2 separate regions of the Mus musculus genome follow, and region 2 is linked to region 1. Evidence: chromatin contacts called from public HiChIP or PLAC-seq data. All regions are on one chromosome and are shown on one strand. Each heading gives the region's core, a stretch centred on a gene start, on an enhancer-like site or on the middle of the called end of the contact. The rest is flanking DNA. Distances are from core to core; before and after follow the strand shown. Region 1 holds the start of Hdac11 (histone deacetylase 11). Region 2 overlaps Fbln2 (fibulin 2).

What was found. HiChIP or PLAC-seq counts read pairs in DNA pulled down with a chosen protein or histone mark.
Region 2: an HNF4G HiChIP or PLAC-seq map of pancreatic cancer cells shows a contact between it and region 1. The contact joins the enhancer-like site here to the promoter of Hdac11 in region 1. A contact is called at or near these places in 4 of 39 promoter capture datasets (embryonic stem cells, maxillary cranial neural crest and neural stem cells), 4 of 15 datasets of contacts at CTCF or cohesin (the NIH/3T3 cell line, embryonic stem cells, pro-B cells and 1 more), 14 of 484 Hi-C or Micro-C datasets (the AML12 cell line, the G1E-ER4 cell line, Sertoli cells and 3 more), 2 of 115 datasets of contacts at active chromatin or transcription factors (oligodendrocyte precursor cells and pancreatic cancer cells) and 3 of 9 other capture datasets (adipose tissue, embryonic stem cells and pancreatic islet).

What each region holds. Positions count from the first base shown.
Region 1 is chr6:91,155,236-91,162,077 of GRCm38.p6, reverse strand. Hdac11 (histone deacetylase 11) reads right to left here and starts at 5,263. Exons shown (of 10, transcript NM_144919.2): 1 at 5,231-5,263; 2 at 4,533-4,681; 3 at 2,817-2,917. The coding sequence starts at 5,232.
Region 2 is chr6:91,228,785-91,235,763 of GRCm38.p6, reverse strand. It overlaps Fbln2 (fibulin 2), which reads right to left. Exons shown (of 18, transcript NM_007992.2): 2 at 1,413-2,701. The coding sequence starts at 2,688. Among named protein-coding and RNA genes, the nearest start is that of Fbln2, 20 kb to the right of the region's middle. Within about 2 kb of position 3,108, at least 7 of the 459 cell types and tissues checked have an H3K27ac peak or open chromatin away from gene starts, as enhancers often do. A contact at or near this core is called in pancreatic cancer cells, where this site is marked.

The sequences.
Region 1 (6,842 bases), core at 4,014-6,513:
TGTTCAGCAAGTTACATTTCTTCTTTGCTCTCCGCTGGAGAGGGACTTGGTCTCTGGTTCCATCCCTCCTCTGTAGGACTCAAAACAGTGTGCACACTGGTTATGAACTTGCTGACCGAGCTCAGGGACAGATGTCAGGAGCTACCCAGCTCTGACCTGCTCCCAGGGACAGGGCCCTAGAGTTCACAGCAAGTAAAGACCAGTGCTGATGTTGCCAAGATTCCAGTATTAATGGGTCCAGCCCTAAGCTGTACACACAGTAGGTGCTCCTGCATCAGTGTTGTCTCTCTCTTTTGGGGGCCCTGGTCACTGGGATGGGAGTCTGCAGCACTACAGGTGTGTGGGAGAGAGCAGATGAGGCAGCAGGGGGCGGGGAGGGAGGATGGTACATGTAGTGGCTGGTCTTGTGTGTCAACTTGACACAGGCTGGAGTTATCACAGAGGAAGGAGCTTTACGTTGGGGAAGTGCCTCCATGAGATCCAGCTGTGGGACATTTTCTCAATTAGTGATCAAGGTTGAGGGTCCCTTGTGGGTGGTGCCATCCCTGGGCTGGTAGTGTTGGGTTCTATAAGAAAGCAAGCTGAGCAAGCCAGTGGAAGTAAGCCAGTAAAGAACATCCCTCCATGGCCTCTACATCAGTTCCTGCTTCCTGACTTGCTTGAGTTCCAGTCCTGACTTTCTTTGTTGATGAACAACGATGTGGAAGTGTAAGCTGAATAAACCCTTTCCTCCCCAACTTGCTTCTTGGTCATGGTGTTTGTGCAGGAATAGAAACCCTAAGACAGTACACAACACCCACAGAAAGACCCAAGAAACACCACCGTGGGAACCCTAAAGAGACCTGCCAGACACCATTTGGCATGTCCCCAGAAGAGGAAAGGGACAGACAGTACAGACATGGGGTGGGGGAGGTGTGTCCAAGCTGTGCATTAGATAGGTCTCACCTGAGCGGCAACAGCACCCCCCCCATCACTCCCCCTCCCCCTCCACCCCACCCCACCCCCAGCAAACCTGGTTGTGGTACTCAGGATAAAACTCATGTTTCCTCCTCAGCTTGCCAGACTCCTTGTGGCCTGGCCACACAAGACCTGGTATATTGTAAAAGTTACGCTTCTCCCTTTGATCTGGCTCCCACGGAGTTCTGAGCCAAGCGTCCTCATGGTGATCAGCTATGTGTTTTGCTGATATAGCTGAGCCCCCCCCCCCCCACCATGTTCTTATTTTCTGTTTGGGAATCACAGAATACGCTGCTTCCAGATTTGGGGAACACCTGCCCTGTAAGTTTCCCGTAAGGTTTTGTAAATGGGAGGAATCCTAGGAAATATCCTCCCAGCCTCTGCCTCATCCCAGCCCCACTCTGTTTTGGTCTCTCCCTGCCAAACTCAGAGCATCCTCCCCCTGCCTTCCCCTCCCCCTCTGACTTCTGGCCAGGCTTTTGCTGTGGACTAATCACGCATGTCTGGGCCCCAGGAAACCAGGGCAGCCAGGCACTGGGCTTCCAGCCAGTGCCTCACACCTCTCTCCTGGGAGCCAGGTCTCAGCGTCTTCCTGGCAATCTTTCCCAAGCTCACTGCCATGGCCCATCTAGAATTCTCAGAGCTCAGACCATGGCTGGAGGGGAAAGAGGCAGCAGCTGTGGCCCTGGTCCTGAATAGATGCCTGCAAGGCCCCCCCCCCCCATGCTTAACACCACCATCCCCAAGTGATTTTGAGCAGGTACAGGCAACTTCTGAGCCAAGGTCTTTCCAGACAGAGTGAAGCAGCCTGTTGACTTCTGCCATCTGTGGAGTCCTGAAGCCTTGGGCTCTGACAGGAAACTTGGGGCCCAGAAACTCCCATTCTCTGAGGCAGATAATCAATGGCACCCTAATGCAGTTCCAGCCAGCACAGACTGGAAACCATGCCCTCCTCCCCATGTCAACCTGTCACATAAAGATTTACCAAAGACCTTGACTTCCAATAGGAGTTTACAGTGTCCTGTGCAAAGAGGCCACGGGCAGACAGTGGTAGCCCAGCGTGGCCTACAGTTGGGATTTTAAAGCTTACAGTTAGTACATTCAGAATCAGGGTAGGGCCTAGGGCTGGGGCTCAGGGGTAGGGTGCTTGCCTAACATGTTCAATCCCAATAACCATAAAAACTAAAAACAAACAAACAAACAAAACACCCCCTGAAAAGCCCAAAGCAAAAAAAAAAAAAATTAGGAAAAAAAAAAAAAAAGAAAGAAATCTGAGAATATCATTTAATAAGCAGCATTCTGGCTTCTCTTGATAAAGCAGGTCCTGTAGTCTGGGCCCAGCAGTGCGGCAACCAACCACACAGCCCATATGGGAGGGGAAGATCTTCTGCAGCACACCCCCCCCCCCACCAGACGCCTCCATCTGCCCCCACCACCACCTTTATGTTCCCTTCCGGACCCTGGGGCATTTCAAACCCATTTTGCCCGAGAGTTTTCATTTACAGGGAGACCTTGGAATAGCATCTCAGGCCACTACAAACACAGGACAGAATAAAGTGGTCGAGTGGACAGGACAAGGGCTAATGTCCCCTCCCACCGAAGGGATGCCAGCAGCAGCCTTTAAGCCCTGTCCAGAGCATAGGCTGAAGGCCACCAATATGCCAAAGCCTCTAAGGGGTTCTGTCTGCACATACCCTTAAAATGGGGAGCTCACTACCCACAGAGATATCTTCTTAGCGGCCCCTCTTCATCTTAAGGACCTCCCCTGTGCTAGGGACAGGCGTAGGTACTCCTAGGGCTGAGCTGCTCCTCCTCCTACCACTGCTCCCAGCCACGGCCCACAGATCCCTGTACTGTACCTTCAGCTCGTTGAGATAGCGCCTCGTGTGCACCACCAGCAGGTCCTCCTCCGAGGCCTCCCGAGCCTCCACCAGCATGCCATCGGACAGCAGCTTCTCTTCTGGAACCACAGAACAAGACCCTGCTTCCTTTCCAGTTCTCAAGGGCCCAGCCCCTAGGCCTGCCCTTGGGCTGCAGGCTAGCCTCTGGCAGCCCCTCAGCACACAGTGAACTTGTGGGTATGCTGAGAATGGCTGTCTCCCTAGGCCAGTGTGGCCAGCGGTTAGGCCCTCTCTGTCCAAGGGGGTTGAACCTGAAACACACAGCAGTCTCCATATTTTCTGTGCTGCTGACAGCCACCAGATGAACTCAGGTACAACTGGATGACTTCCAGAAGCAAACAGCACAAAGAACAGCAATGTTCTCAAGGTAGAAAAAGCTCTTCAGAGCAACTCTCCCTCCACAGGTGGCTCAGGATGGTGTGGCCTTTCTCGGCCTGAACCAAAGGAGAGCAGTGGCTCACAGGCAGCAGAAGCCAGAACTGAACAACTGCTGTTTTCAGAGCCTTGTCTTCCTGCTGCGACCTTCTATTTATGGCAAGTGAAAGTGCCTTTCCCCATTTTGATGACATGGGTTTCCTTTTTAAAACAAAGTTAAGTTTTAAAAATTCCCAAAGCTCATTTAAAAATATGCAGTAAGTGTAGGAGTAGGTGGTATAGGGGGCATCGGGGTGTCTGAGTGGCTTGCAGAGTCTGGTTTCTGTATAGGGATGCCAAAGATTCATTTCATTTTTACAAAAGAAATTGAGGCTGAGAGCAGACATCCCCCCACAGGATGGTGAGACTGGGCCATGATGCTCTGGTTCTAGAGAAATCACAACCTAGGGTCTATTTTCAATGAGTCATGCTCAGAAACCAACGGGTCCCATCCACATCTATACGCAGGTCCAGGCAGGGGCTCCCTCCCACAGCCTCCCATGGCCTCCGACACCTCCAGACTCAGCCACGGTGCCCAAGGAGCCTGCCCTGTGGTCCTGCCTCCCGTCCTTCCTCATCCTCAGAGGCGCAGGAGTAAGAGGGGCTGGCGCTCACTCCCAGCTGAGGGGGATGAAGAACCCTTCTGTTGTGCCACTGAAAGAGGCAGGAGCCCAGATGGGGGCAGAGGGCACCAGCAGGAAACCATTTGTGCAGTCAACAGACGTGCAAGGCTAGCATCCCAGCCTTATACCAACACCACACATCACCTGTGTGCTTTCTAGTCCATGACTTCCTTTGGATGTTCAGGCAGGTCCCTACAGCGGAGGGGGAAGCTGTACCACCTGCCGTAGATAGGAGGTCCCCCGAGGAATGAAAACAAACCCAACAGAAACAGCTATGTTATTAATGTCTAATTTGATCCTATTTTTTGCACGATGCAGACCTGGGAGCTTGCTCTAGATTTTTAGGAAGGGAGATAGGGATCTAACTGGAGGGAATACAAGACAGGTCCCATCTTGCTTAGTAGCCTGCCTGGAAAGACCCTTTAACAGCAAGGCAGAAGGCAGTAGGCAGTCTGGGGGCTGAAATCAGGTAAGGATGGAATGAACACAGGGATGGAGGAGGCAGATGTAGGTCTGAGGGGGTGATGAGGATAGGGAGAAGGAAAAAATGGAGAAGGTCGATGCAGGTCTGAGGAGGTAGTATGGATAGGGAAATGGAGGAGACACGTGCTAGTCTGGGGGGGGGGGCGGCTCTTACCTTTCAGGAAGTTGATCACCTTGCCCCATTTCCCAGCATCAAAGGGGTGCAGCTTCTCCAGGCCCATGAAGGTGATGTTGTAACGTGGTGAGTACACGATGGGCCAGCGTTTCTCTGGTACATGCTGGTACAGCTGTGTTGCGTGAGGCCTTCAACGTGCAAAAGAGACACACATATGGACAACAGCCTCCTTGTGGAAAGCAGTGTTCCCCTCCCCACTCACACCAGGTCACTTAACAACCAACAGGAATGAAAACAGCTCCTTCCTGAACCCTGGCTGGCTTTGATTAAATCAGCTTCCAACACAGTCCTAACAGCGGCTCTGGGGACCAGGTGTGCCCAAGGTCACATGCCAGTGCCAGGTGTATTCAGGAGTACTGGTGCCAAGGCCCAAGGCCTGCACGGGGGAAGGCGGGGTGTATGGTGTAGGGGCTGGAATGTGGCTGTCTCACGAGTTAGCTCACACATCTGTGAAGCTGGGAACAAAATGCGCTGGGGCGGGGGGAGGGGAGGTGAGTAGACCGCGACTGCAGGAGGCTGTGCCCTCCTCGCAGCCCTGCAGCCCACCGCGGTGCCCTGCAAAGGGGAGAACCACCGTTCGTCCGCACGGTCACCCAGCCCGCCCCCAGCTGTCCCGCCGTGCCCATGGGAATCCCCAGAACCCATGCTTGGCCCCACGCGCGACCCCGCACACTCACATCCCGCAGCCGGCCCTGCCTGCTCTGGACGCCACTCCGCACCGGGAGGGGTGGGAGGGGTGCAAGAGGCAGGGCCTACGCAGAACACACGCCTCCATGGCGCTGGGAGCTGGAGGTGGAGCTCTGGCCTGCAGCTGCGTCACAGACGACCGGACCGGCGCCGGCCAAGGAGAAGCACCCAATGGAGTGCCGCCTGGAGGGCGTGGTCATGCGCAGCTCCGCCCGCATTCCCAGGGTAGAAATAATCAGACACTTGGTTAGGTGATGTGACCACGGGCTTCTCTGCACTATGTGGTGGTCTGTTCTGGGCATACCAGCCCAGCTATATGTTCTTTCCTGCGGTGCATCCCTGCATTCCTGTACCATCTGTGGCTATTTCACCATGGTATAAACAGTCCCCCACTTATAAAATGCCTTGAACCTGTTTCCCTATTGTAGAACAGGTCTGGTGATCCTATTTTTAGGGTCCAGTCGTGAATATCTGAACGTATCTCCTGTCTCCATTCCCCCTACACCCTGACCCTGGAAGCTGACCGACAGCTGGGGCCCCAACAATGGAGGCCAGAAGAAGAGACAATAGGCCCCTGTTGACCCAGCTGTCTTCATCAACCAAACAGAAGCAGCTGACCAGAGAAGCAGCCAGGAACTAATATGGCAGCTGGGAGCCCAGGGGCCACAGGGTCATGTGAAGGGAATGGGCAACGTTTTTTTTTTTTTTGTTGTTGTTGTTTTGTTTTGTTAGGGCATGAGGTAGCATGTCACAGTGAAGATCAAAAGTCAGCTCTGGTCAGACAAGTTTTTCCCTCCACCTTTGTGTAGGTTCTAAGGATTGAACTCGAACTCTCTGGCATGAACACCAACAATATGTATCTGCCAGCCAAGTCTGATCGTTGTCTGACAGTTTGGAAGAATGCCTCTGATGTGCCTACTGCTAGGTAATTTTCAGAAAACAGGACATAAATTCTGAAAGATGCTGAGAAAAACTGCCCCTAGGAGTGTGAGCTCAGTCAGGAGTTACTGCCCCAGCCATGGGTAGTGGGGCTGACCCAGAGGAGACACTGCCTTCAGTTCAGAGGACAAAAGGCAATTTCTTGTTCTTAGTGGTTTGGGAGCGTTCCCATATCATGTGGCCTAGCCTATGTGTTAGGAGTTACAGACTTTGAACCATCGTAGATAAGACAGTGGCATTATGATTTAAAGTTGCTATAGACTTGGGCAGTTAGAAGAAATAGCATTTGCTTATTACAAACCGGGAGGGGAGTCTTCCTGATTCCTTTGGTATAATGAAGTTTGAGCCTATATTCAGCCCAGCCTGGGCTATCTGCCAGCACCCTGGTCTTGGAAGGTTGAATCTGTTTGCTGGGCTTTCAGCGCTAGGAGATGATGTTGACTGTGTACCTTCTGGGGAAGCTGAGAGACTCCAAAGATAACATCAGCTCTTACTGAGTGCCTGTCATTAAGACAGAGCTAAGCCAGTCCCCAGAGCCTCATTCACAATGAACTCTAAACACCCTGGAAGGCAAGTTTTATACAAGAGAAACTGAGGCAGAAAGGAAGAAAGAAAGAAAGAAAGAAAGAAAGAAAGAAAGAAAGAAAGGAAGGAAGGTGAAAT
Region 2 (6,979 bases), core at 1,859-4,358, 76 kb before region 1:
TCCACCAGCCTTCATCAACACCATAGCCCAAACACATCTGAGAAAGCCAGGCACAAAGATCCCTCAAGTGAGCAAAACTGGTCCCAGGTTCTACAGAGCCAATGGACACAAGCAGTTAGAGAAGCCAGGACTGTTTCTATTCTGGAAACACAGAGGCTGCAGGCACTGAGCACGCATGCGCGCACACACACACACATGCACACGCACATGCATGCACTCCATTAGACCGTCCCTGTTCCCTGCACTTCCAGGCTCAGGGCTGGGTGGAGAACATCTGGGGCCTGGTCCCAGGCAGTCCCAGGCCTCCCCTATAGCCATGCCTCTCCAGCAGGCTGCAGGCAGGGAATCCCAGGAAGGAAAGTAGGCTGGAAGCAGAGGTACTGGTGATATGAGGATCATAGGCACCAACTGGTGAGAAGAATGAGGGAGAGAGGAGGTAGACAGGGTCTCCCACCAGTTCCATCCAGCATCCAACATTTATAGAGCACCAACTGTATGCACGTGGTGCTGGAACCCTTGGGCTCAGCACAAAATCTGGCTTGTGTGATGCTAAATTCCAGAAAAGCAATAAACAAGGACCCAAGTCATCCTGTCTGTAATGTAAGCTGTGACTGAGAGAGATCAAAGCTGCAGGAAGGAAGGAGGGTCACAGAGGTAACCCGGCACAGAACAAAGCAACAAGGCATCCAGACACCTCCAAGAGCATCTCAGGCAAAAGCTGTAGCAAGTGCAAAAGCCCTGGGACAGAGGCTGCCCTCCCAAGAACCCAGTGGCCTGGGCTGACTGTGGGAGCATGAAGAGCCAGGAGGGGAGGGGAGGGGCCACTGGGTGGATGAGAAGGACATGTGGTCACCATAGGGACCTTAGCTTCTACTTTGTATAAGGTGTGAGCCACTGTAGTAGCATCGAGAAGAGAGGACTGATGAGTTAACTAGACTCAGGCTAGTAGGAGCAGCAGAGCTAGAGCCACAGCAGAACATGCCCCCTCTGCCACCAGCCCACAGCTGGGCTTCTGTAGGAAGGCACTCAGAGGCAGTTGGCCATGGCGATCTGCAGAGCCCTGTGATTACTACTAAGACACCCTTGGACTCCAGGAGGCAGGATTGGGCTCTATTCTGATGAAGAAAACCTTCTGTGCCTTTAGCCAGAGCCCACCAGAGGCCCTGTACCTCCTAGAACAAGGACCTCTCTGTGTCCCTGTCTCAGATCTCTGAGAGGGCAGCTGCTGAGACCTCCCCTGGCCCATGCCACGCTGTTTGAGGCTGGCAAGAGAGCAGCCATGGGAAACTATCAACTCGGACCACTTTGTCTCAGGCCTGAGAGATGGTAGCTGCGAGGAGCTAGCTAGGATAGTCAGCGACTATTCCTTCCAGGTTCGGTGGCCCTTCAGGAACACAGGAAATGGATCTTACCATCAAGATCACCTCTGGGGACAGAATGTACTGAGTTGGGGTCTATGTCTTCTTCTGCCCGGAATCGAGGTAGCAACTGTGGATGCTGGGGTATTTCTTCAGGTGTCTCTGGGGAGGGGGAGACCTGGGCTCGGTCAGGTGGCAGTGTAGATAGAGTGGGGTGATCGCTGGGCTTTACTGGGTCCTCTGAAGAGCTGTCAGTGGCCAGAGATGGACTGAGAGCAGCCAGGCCTGACCTTGGCAGAGGTGCAGCACCCTCCTGCATGACACTTCGAGGAGTGACCTGGGCATCAGGAATAAGGTTTTCCTCAGGCCCTGCCTTAGCTTCAGCCTCCTTCTCCTGGACAGGGAAACCAGGTCTGGCTGGGGATCTTGTGGGCAGGCTGTCCAGCCTTCCAGGACTGCCTGCTGTTGGTGGCTCAGTGACTAGTGTCTCCTCCTCTTCTTCTTCCTCATCCTCTTCAGTGTCCAATGTCACTCTCCTGGCTTTGGCCTGCACAGGTGCTGGGGGACCCAGGGCAGCAGCTGCTGTGGGTCTGGGAAGGGCAACTGGCCAGGGTGTTACTCTGATGGAGGACGGTGGCAGATTCCCTCCTCCCAGAGCAGCTGGGGGGCCCTCTGCACCTGCCTGGACCTCGTTCACAATGGCCGTAGTAGCTTCTGCCTCTGCCACCTCCTGGTCATAGCTGTAGGGGTCTTCATACTGCCTCTCAGAGTCACCCTCCTCAGCATCCGAGAAGTTCCCATGGCAACCAGGAAGCTGGTAGCAAATGAGCTCACCACCAGCGTCAGGACAGTGGCAAGCCCGGCAGGATGAGAGGTGGACGGTATGGCCAGCAGCATACTTACGGCCACTGTGGACACAGCCCACCTGGCCACACTGCGGGCAGCTGTCGGCTACTACTACAGCTTCAATGCAGTTGGGTGGTAGCTCAGGGCACAGCATGAACTGGCAGCTGATCTTGCCACCACCGGGTGGGCAGGAGCACTCGGTGCTGCCAAAGTCCACAAAGTAGGACTGGCCGGCTGGTACACGGCCATCCACAAACCCTCCTTGTACGCAGTCGTAGTACTGGTAGCCTTCGCAGGCACAGCCCTGCTGCACACAGGTAGCACAGCAGGCTCCTGGCTCCAACGCCTCCTCGATGCAGTTCTCCAGCAGGGGACACTCAGCACCTGTGCAATCCTGCCACGGGACGGCCATGCTTGGGCTCGGAGTCAGAGCTGTGACCAGAGCCAAGGCCAGCCACACTCCTGCAGATTCCTGGAGCAGCATGTCTCAGGAGTCCCTAGGAGAACAGAGAGGAAGCCTGTCACACTAAGGACATAGAGAGAGATGAGGTGTATGCCCCAACATGTCTACACATAGCACACACCATCTCTACCTCCAGGCATGCCTTCCTAACCCACACTCATACATCACTCAGCCCTGCTCTCTCTCACACAGACACATACGGGGAAGATATAGGAACAGGAGTGTGTGCACTCAGGAGATGAAGCAATGTGGCCTCTGGAATGGAATCTGTGTGCTCAGGGTGACTTGAACCTTCTGAACCATCTAGCCCACAGTCTCACACACAGGTAAAGCTAAGCGAGTACACATGAGTGCACACTCACTCAGCCTATCACTGTGGCCTCTCCATGCCCAGTCACCCAGACACACCCATGAGTCATCCTGCACACATACTGAAGACACAAATGGGGGCTCTCACACCACCAGTGCTTTCTGATGGTACCTGTCTGATGTGTGTGTGGGTGGGTGAGTCCACATCCGCACACAGCCGCCAGAACAGTTTTCCTCCTCCAGACACTGACTGTAGTCAGGGGGTGAAGTGAGGGATGCTGGGTAGGAACAGACCCCTTGCAGAGTGGCCCAAACATCCAACCTCGGGTTTACTGCACTCCCAGCCCTTAGACTTCAGAGCTCAAGATCATCTATCCCATGAGACCCTGGGATTTCAAGGTCAACCTGGGACGCTCCTGCCACCTCCTCGTGCCGAATCACTGTCTCTGTCCTGTCCATTGCCAAGACTGGCTCTCACTGCTCTGCTGCTCCACGCAACACCTCCCACCTGCCCAACCTGAGGCCCAGCCATCCATCTCCCCATCGTGCCTCCTTGACTCACTGGGACACCAGAGTGCTCTAGGAGCCACTTCCATACATACGGCCTATCTGGCTTGCAGGAGCCTCTCTCTTCACGCTATCCTCAAAGTCCTCCACAACCACTCATATGCCATCTTTCCACCAATCCTCCCTCCTGCAAAAGTTACAGGTCCCCACAGGCAGCGGGTGACTCAGCATCAGGGCAGCCCTCTGGACACCACAATCCCCAAATGGGGGCTCTCACACCACCAGTGCTTTCTGATGGTACCTATCTGATGTGTGTGTGTGTGTGTGTGTGTGTGTGTGCACACATCTTGGGGGGGGAAACACCCATGTGTGCACACGTGTGCATGTGTGAGCATGCCTGTTGCACATGTGGGTGATTACAAAGAACAACCTCAGATTTTATCCTCAGACACACTGTCTACCTCTTTTGAGACAGGGTCCCTCACTGACTGAGAGCTTGACAATTAGGTTAGCCTAGCTGGCCACTGAGCCCCAGGACTCCTTCCGTCTGGCTCTCCAGAGCTGCAGTTACAGGGACATAGCACTGAGCCCACGTGCTGGTGCCAGTCTTACTAACTGAGCAAGCCCAGCCCTGTTTTTTATCTTTCAGAAAATACAACGAAGTATCATCCCTAAACCTCAACATTTATCCTTTTTAAAAAATAATAATAATAAAGGATGATGTCTTTTCTATTTAGAGACAGATCTCACATTGTATTCACAGCTGTCCTTGAACCCGAGAGAATGTTCCTTCCTCAGCCTCCCAAGTACTGGGGTAGTAACAGGCCTGCACCGCCACGCCCTGCTCTCACGTCAAACATTAAGAAGATGCTAACTTCTCAAAGGTCTGAGGCAAGAAAGAGGAGTAAAGAGAGCGCTGAGCTTTCCAAAGAATGGATGTGCTTGAGTTGCCCAGCTCCCTCTGAGACCAGCAGGGTAAGCATGGTCTGTCAGCATGGCCCGAGCCCTGAAGGCAGCAATGGAATAATGCCAAGCTGGTCACTACCAGCTGGAGGTACCAGCTGCAGGCATCAGGGATCTGTGATGGACACATCCAGGGACTGGGGGTTTGTCAGCGTCAGCTAGTAAGATGGGCCACCTGGCTGACCTCCTGTGGGGCAAGTGGACCGTGCCACCAGACAGAAGAACTGGTAAGGTTGAGCAGGCTCAAACCCTGGGGAATCTCAGAATTGAGAATGGCAGGCAAGGAGCCAGCTCCCTGCCAAACTACCTGATCCGCAACACGTAACCATGACGCCCTACTGAGAAGACCATGACAATCGGTTACGGAGCACAAAAACCTGGAGTTCTCCATGCCAATGAGGTAGCTAGATAGACCTGAGTGTTTAGCCAATGAGCTTCCCTTCCTGGGCATTCCTTCCCACAAAAGGTATTTAATTCCTGGTTCAACCTTAGTAAGATGTATGCATTTACATCTGCCATCTACTAAAACAGTTTGGACGAGCAAACTGTTGATGAAGACCATCTCCTTCATCAAAGATCTCAGCAGGGGAGGGGGCTTCATTGTAAAGAGTCACACCTAAATCTCCTGGAAAAGGTCTTCTCTCTCTTCCACTCAGAACCAAACCAGATTCCACTCCCATCCCAGGCTCAGCCATCCCCTTCTTGCCTGGTAAGCAGAACCCTTGAGCAGTAGCTCAGACCACAGAGCACCCCTACCCCCATTCCCAACTCCCAGAGTCTGGGCATACAGGAGACTGGGAACCACAGTGTCCAACTCACTCTGCTGTTTCTCACCCAGGGAAACACGGACTGGGACCCCTATTAGGGACTGTGTTCTGCCTCCCCTGAGAGGCTTGCTGATGGCACTCGGGCACCCCACCAGCAAGCCAGACATGCAGCCTGGCAGCCTTCCAGGGCTGATGGCCCTGAGGGTAGATGGTTTGCTCCCACCTGTGCCAGGCACTCATGGCTCTTTAAAACAGTAAATAGAGAAATTGGGAAAGGTCTGGTTGTGAAGCCTGATACCTCTGTGAGCCAGGGAAGGTTTCTGAAGGTTTCGGGAGGTGGCATCTGACTGAGGCTGGATGACTTGCTGGAGGCTAAGTGCTTCAGGCTCTGGACAGCAAGTGCACAGGCTAGAGACAGGAGCAGTGGGAGGCAGATGAGGAAGTTGGATGGGAGAGGGAGCCTTGGGGGGCCTGGCAACAGGTGAGCATGGGAGAGTGGCGAAAGAAGGCCAGGTTTTTCTTGCTGAGTGACATATGGGGTGCTGGCAGCCCAGGGGCCTGACAACCTGTGGCTGCTCTGTGCTGAGGGCAGCAAAGATCTGGACAGAGCAGGAAGTGTGGAATACAGGAGAGAACAAGACTGAGGGGTGGGGATGGGAGGTGAGGGGTAGGGTGGAAGGCTGTTCCTGTGAAGATCAAGTCTACGGAGTTTGTGGACAGACAGGATCTGGTCAGGCAGGGAATGGAGCAAGAGTTCTGGAAGCCTAGAAGGATCAACAGATGGAGGTCCATGCATATACTGGGGGATGTGAAGGATTGGACTAGGCAGGATTTGGGAAGTCAGGAAGCATACATACCATAAAGATAACAGTGGAGGAAGGAGCCTGTGCCCATGCCAAGTACAGAATCTGAAGGATCTTTGGCGCTCTGAGAGTTCACCCCAACTGACTAAATCCTGTACCCCTCCAGAAGGTGTCAGAGGAGGAAGGGGAAGGAAGGGAGATCCAAGCAGCCTCCACAAATGTCCAGTGAACTCCACAGGCCTCCGGAGGCCTTCACAAGACTTCTCAGTTGGCTCTTACCATGCATGGATGCAGTGTTTCAGAGTAAGGTCTCGGCCACACCTAGCTGGGGTGTCCCAGAGTTTCCCTGTGAGTCCCACCCTCCAGAGATGAAGTGCAGACAGGACATATGCTAGAGCAGCATCATATGAGGACAACTCCATCCCGTGTGCCCTGAAGCTACCACACTACATGGCACACACTCCACTATATGCAGCTGGCAAACACTCCACACCCAGGGAGCACTGAGCTGGTCTGTGGGATGAAGGTACCGCTGTGTGAGTTGAGTTACTGTCTGGCTGTCTATCTCAAGCTGTGCTGGTCTGTGCCAGAGAGACTGGACTTGGCTGCAACCCCATCTTGGTTCTCCAGCTTTCTGTTCAGTCAAAGGGAGGAGCAGAGAGGCTGGGGCGTGTCTACTCCTCATTTTTCCCCTCCTTCCCTCTGGGATATCGTGGCTCCTTTCCCCAGGGCCACAACTTCAGCTTCCCAACTCTCCCTCCTCCTTCATAGCTATGGTTGGTTCCACCTGGCTGCCCCTCGTCCTCCAGACCCAGGTAGCCACAGCTCCATTTTTGTCCTGCCTGCAGCCTGAGAGCCACATCCTTTGATGGACCCCACGGCATGGAAAGCAGGACCCAGTGAACCTTCAAAGTGGACAGCTAAGTGGAAAGGGTAGGAAAAAGACCAGAAATAGTCACTGCA